2 separate regions of the Callithrix jacchus genome follow, and region 2 is linked to region 1. A link is a contact called in public Hi-C data. All regions are on one chromosome and are shown on one strand. Each heading gives the region's core, a stretch centred on a gene start, on an enhancer-like site or on the middle of the called end of the contact. The rest is flanking DNA. Distances are from core to core; before and after follow the strand shown. Region 1 holds the start of SMIM36 (small integral membrane protein 36). Region 2 overlaps MMD (monocyte to macrophage differentiation associated).

The links. Hi-C and Micro-C count contacts between places; a contact is called where the count stands out from the background.
Region 2: a contact with region 1 is called in a Hi-C map of induced pluripotent stem cells, with 3 times the contacts expected there. The contact joins the enhancer-like site here to the promoter of SMIM36 in region 1. A contact is called at or near these places in 2 of 3 Hi-C or Micro-C datasets (induced pluripotent stem cells and skeletal muscle).

The regions. Positions count from the first base shown.
Region 1 is chr5:110,729,571-110,734,489 of calJac240_pri, reverse strand. SMIM36 (small integral membrane protein 36) reads right to left here and starts at 1,967. Exons shown (of 2, transcript XM_054256245.2): 1 at 1,405-1,967. The coding sequence starts at 1,869. The coding sequence ends at 1,576. All of the region lies in intron 1 of LOC144582876 (a long non-coding RNA gene), which reads left to right.
Region 2 is chr5:110,824,752-110,829,670 of calJac240_pri, reverse strand. The region is part of intron 6 of MMD (monocyte to macrophage differentiation associated); the gene reads right to left. Among named protein-coding and RNA genes, the nearest start is that of MMD, 25 kb to the right of the region's middle. Within about 2 kb of position 2,405, at least 5 of the 16 cell types and tissues checked have an H3K27ac peak or open chromatin away from gene starts, as enhancers often do. A contact at or near this core is called in skeletal muscle, where this site is marked.

The sequences.
Region 1 (4,919 bases), core at 718-3,217:
ACTCGTCTCTGAGGACTCCTGTATCCTATGTGGATTTCTAGCAGAGCATCTGCAAAGCTTTATCCTTCATTGCCTAAGTCATGCCTGACCCCTCTTCCTGCTGTTGGGCAGCAAAAATCAGAGGGTAGGGTCATGACATTCATTTCTCTTTATTTCCACACAGGTCCTGATGGAAAGAAGGGGTTTAGTAAATGTTGAAGTAAATACCTAAGTTTTTCTGAGCTTGGGGAAGGCAGGGTTAATAAAAATACACACAATGGAGATAATAATTAAAAAATTTTGGAAATAGACTAATGAACAGGGTAAGAAACATATAATTCAACATCAACAAAGAGACTGAAGGGAGAGCAACCAGTGTTCTGGGGACAGATGCACCAAGCTGTGGGACCTCAGGAATCTTCAATGAGTTTTCATTAACTTTGTATTGGATCAGGTCAGATTTGAGGATTGGAGATGAAATTTTTGATGAGGCACATGGAAGGAAATAATATCAGTGATCATCATCATAGCTAACCCTGTGTGGCAAGAACTGTCTCAAGTGTTTTTGCTGAATTAACTCATTTAAATAGCCCCAAAAAGTTAGAGGTCCAATCACTATCCCTGAGGAACGAAGAGGTGGCTGAACTTAACCATGGCCACACAATTAGCAAGTGGAAGAGGCAGGATTTAACCCAGGCTCCCAGGTTTGTTGTTTTAATTGTGTGTGTTCCTTATTCTACCTCAGAGTTGGTAATAGAATGTGAAGAGCTGGTATGTACAGAAATAATAATGTTCTGAAGTCTGAACAAATTCAGTGAGGTTGCCTGGACTGGGTGCAGTGGCTCACATCTGTAATCTCAGCATTTCGTGAGGCCAAGGCAGGAGGATTGCTTGAGGCTGGGAGTTCAATACCAGCCTGGGCAACAGAATGAAACCCCATCTCTCAACAACAACAACAAAAAGCAAACAAAAAAGAAGGCCAGGCATGTGTGGCATGCACCTATAGTCCCAGGTACATGGGAAGCTGAAGTGGGAGGGTTGCTTGAGTCCAGTTCAAGGCTGCAGTGAGCTATGATCACACTGCTGCACTCAAGTATGGGCAACAGAGCACCCTGTCTCTTAAAAACAAAACAAAACAAAACCAAAAACCAAAAAAGTGGTGGCCTTGAAAGGAAAAGATTTGCAAAGAATAGGCTAGACTGGAGTTAGTCTTATTCCTCGTCACACACACACACACACACACACACACACACACACACCCTATTGCGTTTTCTTCTTTTAACCCTTGCTCGAAAGTCAATCTCTCCTGTGAGTTGCAAGGACAGTAACATCAGAAATGTACCAGTCGCCAACTTCATTATACTATAGTGTTGCTGACATTTTGCATTTGGAGAATTTGATTAAAGACCACTTTGAGATTCTTACCTTAAACCATTGCTTTTTTCATAAAGAAGGTGACGAGAAAATAGCAAGTAAGACAGAGTCCTCACTTTCTTTACCATGCAGGACATGTGCTGAGAGAATTGGAGCCATGATAGGGAGCAGTTTGTCTCTACGGAAAGTCTAGGGTCTCTCCCCAGTGTCCCTTAGCCAGCCTCATACCATTGTGCTTTTCTTCCCTAGTGGAGTGGGATCCCCCAAAGGAAGGCCAGGCCCCTTTGGCCAGTGGGCCCCTGGGGCACTTGGCTGCATCACCAGCAGTCGGATGGAGGGCTGGGTCTCCAGAGTGGCCTCCGGCGCATACTCCTTACTGGGATCCTTGCCTCGGCAGTCATATAGGATGCAGGAGATGAGGAAGACCAGGAGCAAGATGATGTAGCTCGCAACTAGGATGATCAGGTTCAAGGTGACAGGGTCAATCTCCAAGTAGAATTCCATCACTTCTCCCATGGTGAAGAAGCAGGCCTAGAGAAAGGCAACTGGGGTCAGTTTGGGCATTGCAGAGAGCAGATCTTAGAGCATCGGAATAGCTACATTGGCTCTGGAGTAAAAATACATTAATCCCTACTGCTCCAGGAGACCTCGGGGATTAAAGCTGCTCGGTTTAATAACTTAAGCTTGCTGTTAATACCACAGCCACCAAAACACAGAAGCTGTGTCTCATCAGTTAACCTACACAGAGAGAGAAAGAGAGAGAGAGATGGCTCATGAGTTACTGGATCATGGTGTATAAGTAGAGCATTCATATAATTCAGCATCCACACAGTTTGGTGAGCAAAAGTAAGTGCTGTTAATAAGCATTCCAAGATGACAGCTAAAAACCTGGGTTGTCCTGGACAATTGTGTTGTCTTGGTATAAGGGATGTTTAGTACCATGTATGGAGTGATTTGCATGATCAGGTCAGTAGGCTTTGGAAGTAGATGTGATTCTTCAAGAAGAAGATACTAGTGCCTGATATGTTCACCTTTTCCTCATTTGTTGCTGCATTTCTCATTACTTAATTCAAAACTGCTTTTTGAGTCCTTACTCCCTGTGTTTCAGACACTTTACTAAGCAAAGCAGAAATGGCTGTGATGAGACAGAGAAGCAAGTAATCTAGCAAGAAAGATAGCCTTTAAACAGATAATTGCATAACTCACCATTTAAGAACAGTGGAAATAAGTTTATAAGGGAGATATATAGAGGGTAAGAGGAGAGTGTGTCCCAATGTGGGTCAAAGAAGCTGCAGAACTGACATTTAACCTATGATCTGAAGGATAAGTGGCATTTAGCTAAGCGAGAAGGGATAGGGATGAGTCTTCTAGCTGCAAAGAACTGTCTGTGAAGACCCGAGCAGAAAGGAGCCTGGGAAATGGCAAGCATGGGAACAAGGGCAGAGTGACAGAAGCATAAAGAGAATGGGGAGCAGGAGGCGGGAGAGGCAGGCAGGAGCTAGAAGGCACAGGCACTTGTGGCCATACTCAGAACTTTAGATTTGATCCTAGAGCAATGGGATGCCATTGAATGCTTTTGCGCAGGGGAATGACTATTGAATTTGCATTTTAAAGAGATCCCCTTAGCTGCCTCCTGGATCCAGAAAGACAAGTAAGTCGAGAGGAAGATCAGACATTGATCAGATTACAGTTATTCCTAGATGTATAAATCACTGTCCTGCCACAGTTGTAGCCCTTCCCCATAGCCCTGCATAGGGCTACCTCATGGGCATGTGCCCTGTGCAGCTGCACAACAGTCCATGCTCGGAAAGACCTCACACTTGGTTTAATGCTCTGCTGTTGCCATCTTGAAATTCTTGACTTTTTAACATATCTACTTTTGGGCAGATAGGGCATCAGTAGCTTTTTCTCCAATAGCTAATAGGACTTTTTGGATACTCCTAGTTAAAGGCCGAAGCTCCCAAAGGTCTGCTGGTTTCTTAGTGTTAAGCTTCAATGGGCTAGTGGCTTCCGGTCAGGCTCCTTTATGTCCAGTTTCCATGGCAACTGGAGGGTTTGAAGATGTAGTATGGGGTTCTTATGCATCTCGAGACCTTTTTCCAAATAATATCTTCCATGAGTCTATGGTCCTGGACTAACTTATGTAATTATACTCCAGAAGATGCATGGTTCTGAAACACCATAGATTTAGGGTCAGCCTGATTGGAATCTGTGGGGTCTCTCATCAATACAGATACCTGGATCAACCCTAGATCTATTGAGTTAGAATCTTTAGGGCTAGAGTCTGGGGATCTGAGTTAATAAAAATATTCATGGATAATTTTGATCTGCAACCAGGATGGAGAATCATGGCTAGAAAAGTAGAAAAAAAGGATGTGAAGAAAATGGGCCAATATGTGGTCACCAGGGCATTGGTGATCTGTGAAGAGCTATTCCAGGGGGCATTGAAAATAGAATTCAACAGTGTCCAAGGTTTGAGTCCAATAGATTCAGAGAATTAATTTTGTGCTTGCAAGGACATAGCTTTTTCTTCCTGGAGGCAGATCTACAGGAAAAGTCCATTTATAATTGGAAAGTTTCTTGGTAAGCACAGAATCACACAGCAAGTAGAGTTGTCTGTTGCATCTGTAAGTCACGTGCAGTGCACCAGACAGAAGCGAGGCTTTAAAAGGCATTATGTACCAGATGCCTACTTTCTTTTGCCCACTCAGGACTCTAGATTCGTGACTTCTATAGTAAACTGAGTCTGGATAGCCCAGGTACCTCCATGTGACAATATTTAGGGGAGTTATTTGGTGACTTTAAATAGATGACACAAGGATTGGTTAAAATTGACTCTGAAATGAGAACTACACAAAGTTTTGTCCACATTAATTTAAACTGAAATATATGCAACAGATCTGCTCTATTGAGTGGAGTTTTCATATCAAGTCTGGGTTTCTCTGTGTAATCGTGATAATCCTTAATCATGGTGTGTGATCAGGTCTGGCCTCTCTTCTTAGATTGCCCCCATTCTGCTGATACCCATGATGTTCCAGAATGTTTTGTTCAAGGCTTTGGTTTCAGTATCTTATTACTGTTTGCAGACTGTTTTTTGTTTTTCTTTCCATTAGTGCTCAACCTTCATTTGAAGTCTAGTCTCATGAAGGCTTGGCTTCCTTGCAATGTCTTCGGTGAAATGCTGGCTGCTTGTTTTACTTAATTAACCTGGTTAGCTCCTCTATTCTTGTCTGGGCTAACCTCACCCACCTTTCTTTTGCTGTCTTTAAGTAACTTTCCTCTTGTGCCATCTAGTGGCCAAAGCAGGGGCTGCGAAATAAAGAAAACTTGGCAATAGGCACACGGGGACTAATCAGCTGTTACGAATCAGCATGACGGGGTGACATAGGTGAAAACAGTAATGAGCTGCATGTCAGTAGAACACGTGGAGGTAGTCTGGACATACTCATTCCTTCGTTTATCAAAAATGTGAATTGTGCACTTACCATATGCTAGCAAGGTACTAAGCCCTTTGGAGCTTGATTATGTGATAAATACTGAAACCACACTGTACAACCAATGCAGAG
Region 2 (4,919 bases), core at 1,156-3,655, 95 kb before region 1:
TACAGCAAATGCCACTTCTGTTTCTCATTCCCATATAATTCATCAGAATCAGACAGTTCTAAACATACACAAAATAAACCTCTTTTAAAGCCACATCAGTAAAAAATTTCAATTAATAAGCTTATCATCAAACCAAAAATTCCACTGATCAAGCCCATTACTAGGAAACAGGCAGTATCAGCACCTGATCTAAAGGCAAGGCTATTTCATTTATTAAAACACCAACAAGAGAGATTAATCAACAAAGCAACTATTAATAATATGTTAATCTTAATATAAGACACTAAGAAAAAAGTAAAAATTATACATAAATATCACTCCACTGAGCCAGGATATAACTCATGGACCAGAGATACATGAGTTTCAACCTGTCAAACAAGGCTTTAAATATTTTTCTAGGGAAAAAAAAACCACACACACACACACACACACACACACACACACACACTATATTGGAAGATGCAAAGGAAAGGTAGAAATGTGAATTTATGCGTCTAGTTCCACAATTTAAAATAAATATCAAACTGACAATATAAAGCTAAGTGATGATGACTTAACCATTGGGCACCAAACAGGGAATACAACTGCTCACTGTAATACATAATGCTCTTCAGGAGTTTCAGCAGATGGCCATCCCAATACATACGAAATACAGACAAAATACTCATCCAATGTTGACAGAGACCCTGAAGAGAATGTGGCAAAGGCATAAAGTTGGATCTTTTGAAAAAGTTAATGATATCAAAATACTTTTCCATCACTGGTAAACCAAGCTAGGTCAAGTATATGTCCCAAAGCAGCACTGAATTCAGAGTAAGAGGTTGGCAAAAAGTTTGGAAAACTGTAGTTTTAAAAATTGGCAATTTCTTCATGCTTAATAAAACTATCAGAAGAGGTATAATGTTTGTTTGTTTGTGGAATGTTGACTGCTTGCTGCAAAAATTCACAACATGCATGAGGACCCGCAGAGATGCATTTCAATGAAAGTTTTTTAAAAAATTTACAAAAAACTAAAGTTTCTATTTAAAAAAGAACCATGTTATGCCAAGATGAAACATTGTAAAGAGTAGTGTAAGTTCTGTTCATGATTCTTTACCTAGTGAATGGGAAAGTGATAGAAACAATTTTCTTCTTAAAAAGGAAGCTTTGTTATTGCACTGACTTTTATAACCTGACATAGTAATTTAGAAAAATCATGTAGTAAAATCTGTAAAACTAAAATATAAAATTCTGGTTTGTAAACATCAGTTGGCCAAGTCTATTCAGAGTCCTTTATGATAGTGGAATGGAATGGATAATTAATACACTACCTTATTTATTTGCTGTGAGGGGGAAAATTCCAGAACACAGCCATTATACTTTCACAGTAAGTATATTCAAAAGATATAAAGAAAGTCAGTGCAGTCATCTAATTTTTTTTTCTTTCCCTGTGCAATGTTCAGCTCTCACCCCACTGTCAAGTGCCATAATTGAAATAATACTGGTTTGGAGACCTAGTACAGATTGGTCATAAATGCCGCATAAAGTCCGTAGGACTTCGGTAAAGGTATTTCCAAATGGCGTAGTAATGCACTGCAGCTGCCGTGGCCACAAACAGGTGCCAGATGGCATGAGCAAATGGAATGATGCCATCACTCTTGAAGAACACAACTCCCAAGCAATAAATTAAACCCCCATAGGCAAGTTCCTGAAGTCCATCGGTGTTGTTCTGTCAAAAGGGAAAAAGAAAATAAAAATGGTTTGATGTTACTCTGCTGTGACAAGCTACAGATAAGCTAATTCCCCACTAAGGCTCTTGATTTTCTAAGACAATGAAGAAGCTGTGTGAACACAATCCTGATCTGTAAACATGAACCAAACATTTAAAAAGTCATTGACCTGGATTGCCCTTTGGACTGACAGTCTTGAGTTTAGCAAGCAATCACATTACAGGTCCCCAGTGAAAAAGCAGAACATTCTGCCCATTTACAGCATATCTAAACAAACTGCAATCATAGCCAGACACGGAAGTTCATTTTAATAAAGTGCAATCCTTCGTTCTCATCTTCCCCTTTAAATGCTTTCTTCCCTACTAAGGCAGACCTAAGCCACTCCATTTATAATTTACATCTCAGCCAGGGTTTTCACTTCCCTTTGTCCTTCTCAAACACTGTTCTACACTGATTGCTTCTTTGAGACTTCCCCTGCTTATGTGATCTTATAGATTCCTTAAGGCTCGCACATGAAAATCATAACTAGAAGTGACCTCTGAGATCATAGATCACATAGTACAAGATATTTCCCAACCTTCTAGATGCCTCCAGGTCTTTTTGCCTTTGAGCCTGGGCATTGCTTAGTTTAAAAATAACTGAACATTCTTGTGTGTCTTAGAGCAGAAGGAAGAATTTTTTAGGCTGTTCTTGGTTTTCAAAGACCAAGGCCCTTATACGAGATTAAAATGGCTTATATGAATGAGGGGAGAGAATAGAGGCAATGCCTAGAAGCTGATGAAGAAGCAAGTCAGTGCCCTGGATTTCTGAGGACTAGGAATAGAAAGGAGAAGGTTCTGCAGCGTGAGGGGAAACCTAAGGCAGATCATGGCAGGGCCTTGGAAGGGGACAGGTATGTGGCTGTCACAGAGACCTGGGCACTGGGTAGCAGCCCAGTGAGCCTTGGATTAGGTCTCCATGGCCAAATCCAGCAAGAGTAAAGGGAAGCTCTAACTCAAGTACCTACTTAGAATGGGTCCCAAGGGCCTCAGTTAAAAGCAAGGCAACAACAGACCATCATGAGCTAATGACCAGGTTTGAGGATCTAGAGTCAGCTGTGTGCATCAGTCCTTTTTCAAAGTTCATAGAAGCCCCCATGTTTTGTGTGAGATCAAAAGATGGAGAAGGAGCCAATCCAAATGGACTTACATCAGATTTCTCCCTAACCTTGGGAAGAAAGGACTTCAGCCAGATTTATTTTTATTTAAAAAGTAAAAACAAAGACAAAACACAACACGTGATTAATTCCTCAAGGTTATACAGCAATGAATACATATTATACAAAATTACTGTGTGCGTATTAGGAGCCCTTTTCTAGGATAGGGGTAAGGCTGTCAACTGATTCACAAAGGGGTGCAAGACTCCCAAATGGTAAGAGTCACTCATCTAAAACAACCCCCTTATTACAGAGGTGAGGAGACTAAGGCCAGAGCAGTGAAATGGCCTGAACAAAATCACATGGGTTGTCACTGTTCCAAAATATCCCTATTTTTTTCTTTCTGCCAAAACAAGCAAGAGACCAAACCAAGTACACAGGTTGGTTTTGACATACATTCTGTTCACAGGCATTCTTAAGATACCACACTGAACTCACCTTTCAAAGACCTAGAACATAGTTAATTTTGTATCAAAATAATTTTTTTCATTATCACTATTATTATGGTAACTAGTTCCAGGCACTGTTTGAAGCACTTCATATATTTATTCATTTAATCTTCAGAACAACTCTAAATTAGGTACTATTATCCCCATTTAACAGATCAGAAAACTTTATCCAGTCTGAAAATCTGCCTTTTCATTGGAGTGTTCAGTCCACTGTCATGTAATTGTTATTATATAGGAGACACATAATTACTGGTATGGTTGTATTTAGGCCTCTCATCTTGCTTTATGTATTCTATTTGCTTTCACCTAATCTTTATTTCCTTTTTCCAATTTTCCCACTTGCTTTTAGATTAAATTGAGTAACTTTGGGATTTCATTTTATCTTTTCTCTTGATTACTTAACTATAATATTTATTTTGCTTTTGTTGGTGGTGGTTATTCTATGGATTACAGTATGCATCCTTAACTCATCACAATATACCTTTATTACTATACCCCTACACAAAGTTAAGACCCTTAAAACAGTGTGCTTCCATTTCTCCACCCCATCTATTGTTACCACGTGCTTTACTTCTACAAGTTAGAAATCCCTATGTTATCTTTTGAAGGAATTAAGACATGTAAAGCAGCCATATGTTTACATAGAAATTCATCATTTCTAGCAATCCTGGTTATTTATTTATTTATTTATTTATTTATTGACAGAGTCTTGGTCTGTTGCCCAGGCTGGAGTGCAGTGGCATCATCTCTGCTCACTGAAACCTCCACCTCCCATGTTCAAGTGATTCTCTTGCCTCAGTCTCCCGAGTAGCTGGGATTACAGGCTCATGCCACCACCCCCGGCTAATTTTTGTATTTTTAGTAGGGATGGGGTTTCACCATATTGGCCAGGTTGGTCTTGAACTCCTGACCTCAAATGATCTGCCTGTCTCAGCCTCCCTGGTTTATTTTTGACATTAATGTTCTAAACTGAGCTAACCTGAGCTAACATCAACTTGAAGTTGATAGGATTTTTTTTTTTCTTTCAGCATTTTAATGATTGACTGACTGACTGAGATGGAGTCTCACACTGTTGCCCAGGCTGGACTATAGTGGCCTGATCTCAGCTCACTGCAACCTCAACCTCCTAGGTTCAAGCAATTCTCTAGGCAAAAAAAAAACCTCTCAAGTAAATAGGATTACAGGAGCTCCACCACCATGTCCAGCTAATTTTTGTACTTTTAGTAGAGATGGGGTTTCACCATATTGGCCAGGCTGGTCTTGAACTCCTGACCTCATGTGATCCACCCGCCTCAGCCTCCCAAAGTGCTGGGATTACACGCATGAGCCACCGCGCTGGCCCCTTTTGGCATTTTAAATGTGGCATTACATTGTATTCCTGCTCCCATGAATTCTGATACAACGTCAGTGGTCATCATCTCTCCTTGCTTGTTTTTCTCTCTATGGCTGATTTTAAGGTCTTTTCTTTGCCTTTGTTTTTTAGTAATTTGACTTCAATGTGTCTTAGTGTAGTGTTCTTTGTGTTTATCCTGCTCTGGCCTCCTTGTGCTTTGCAGAGCTTCAGAT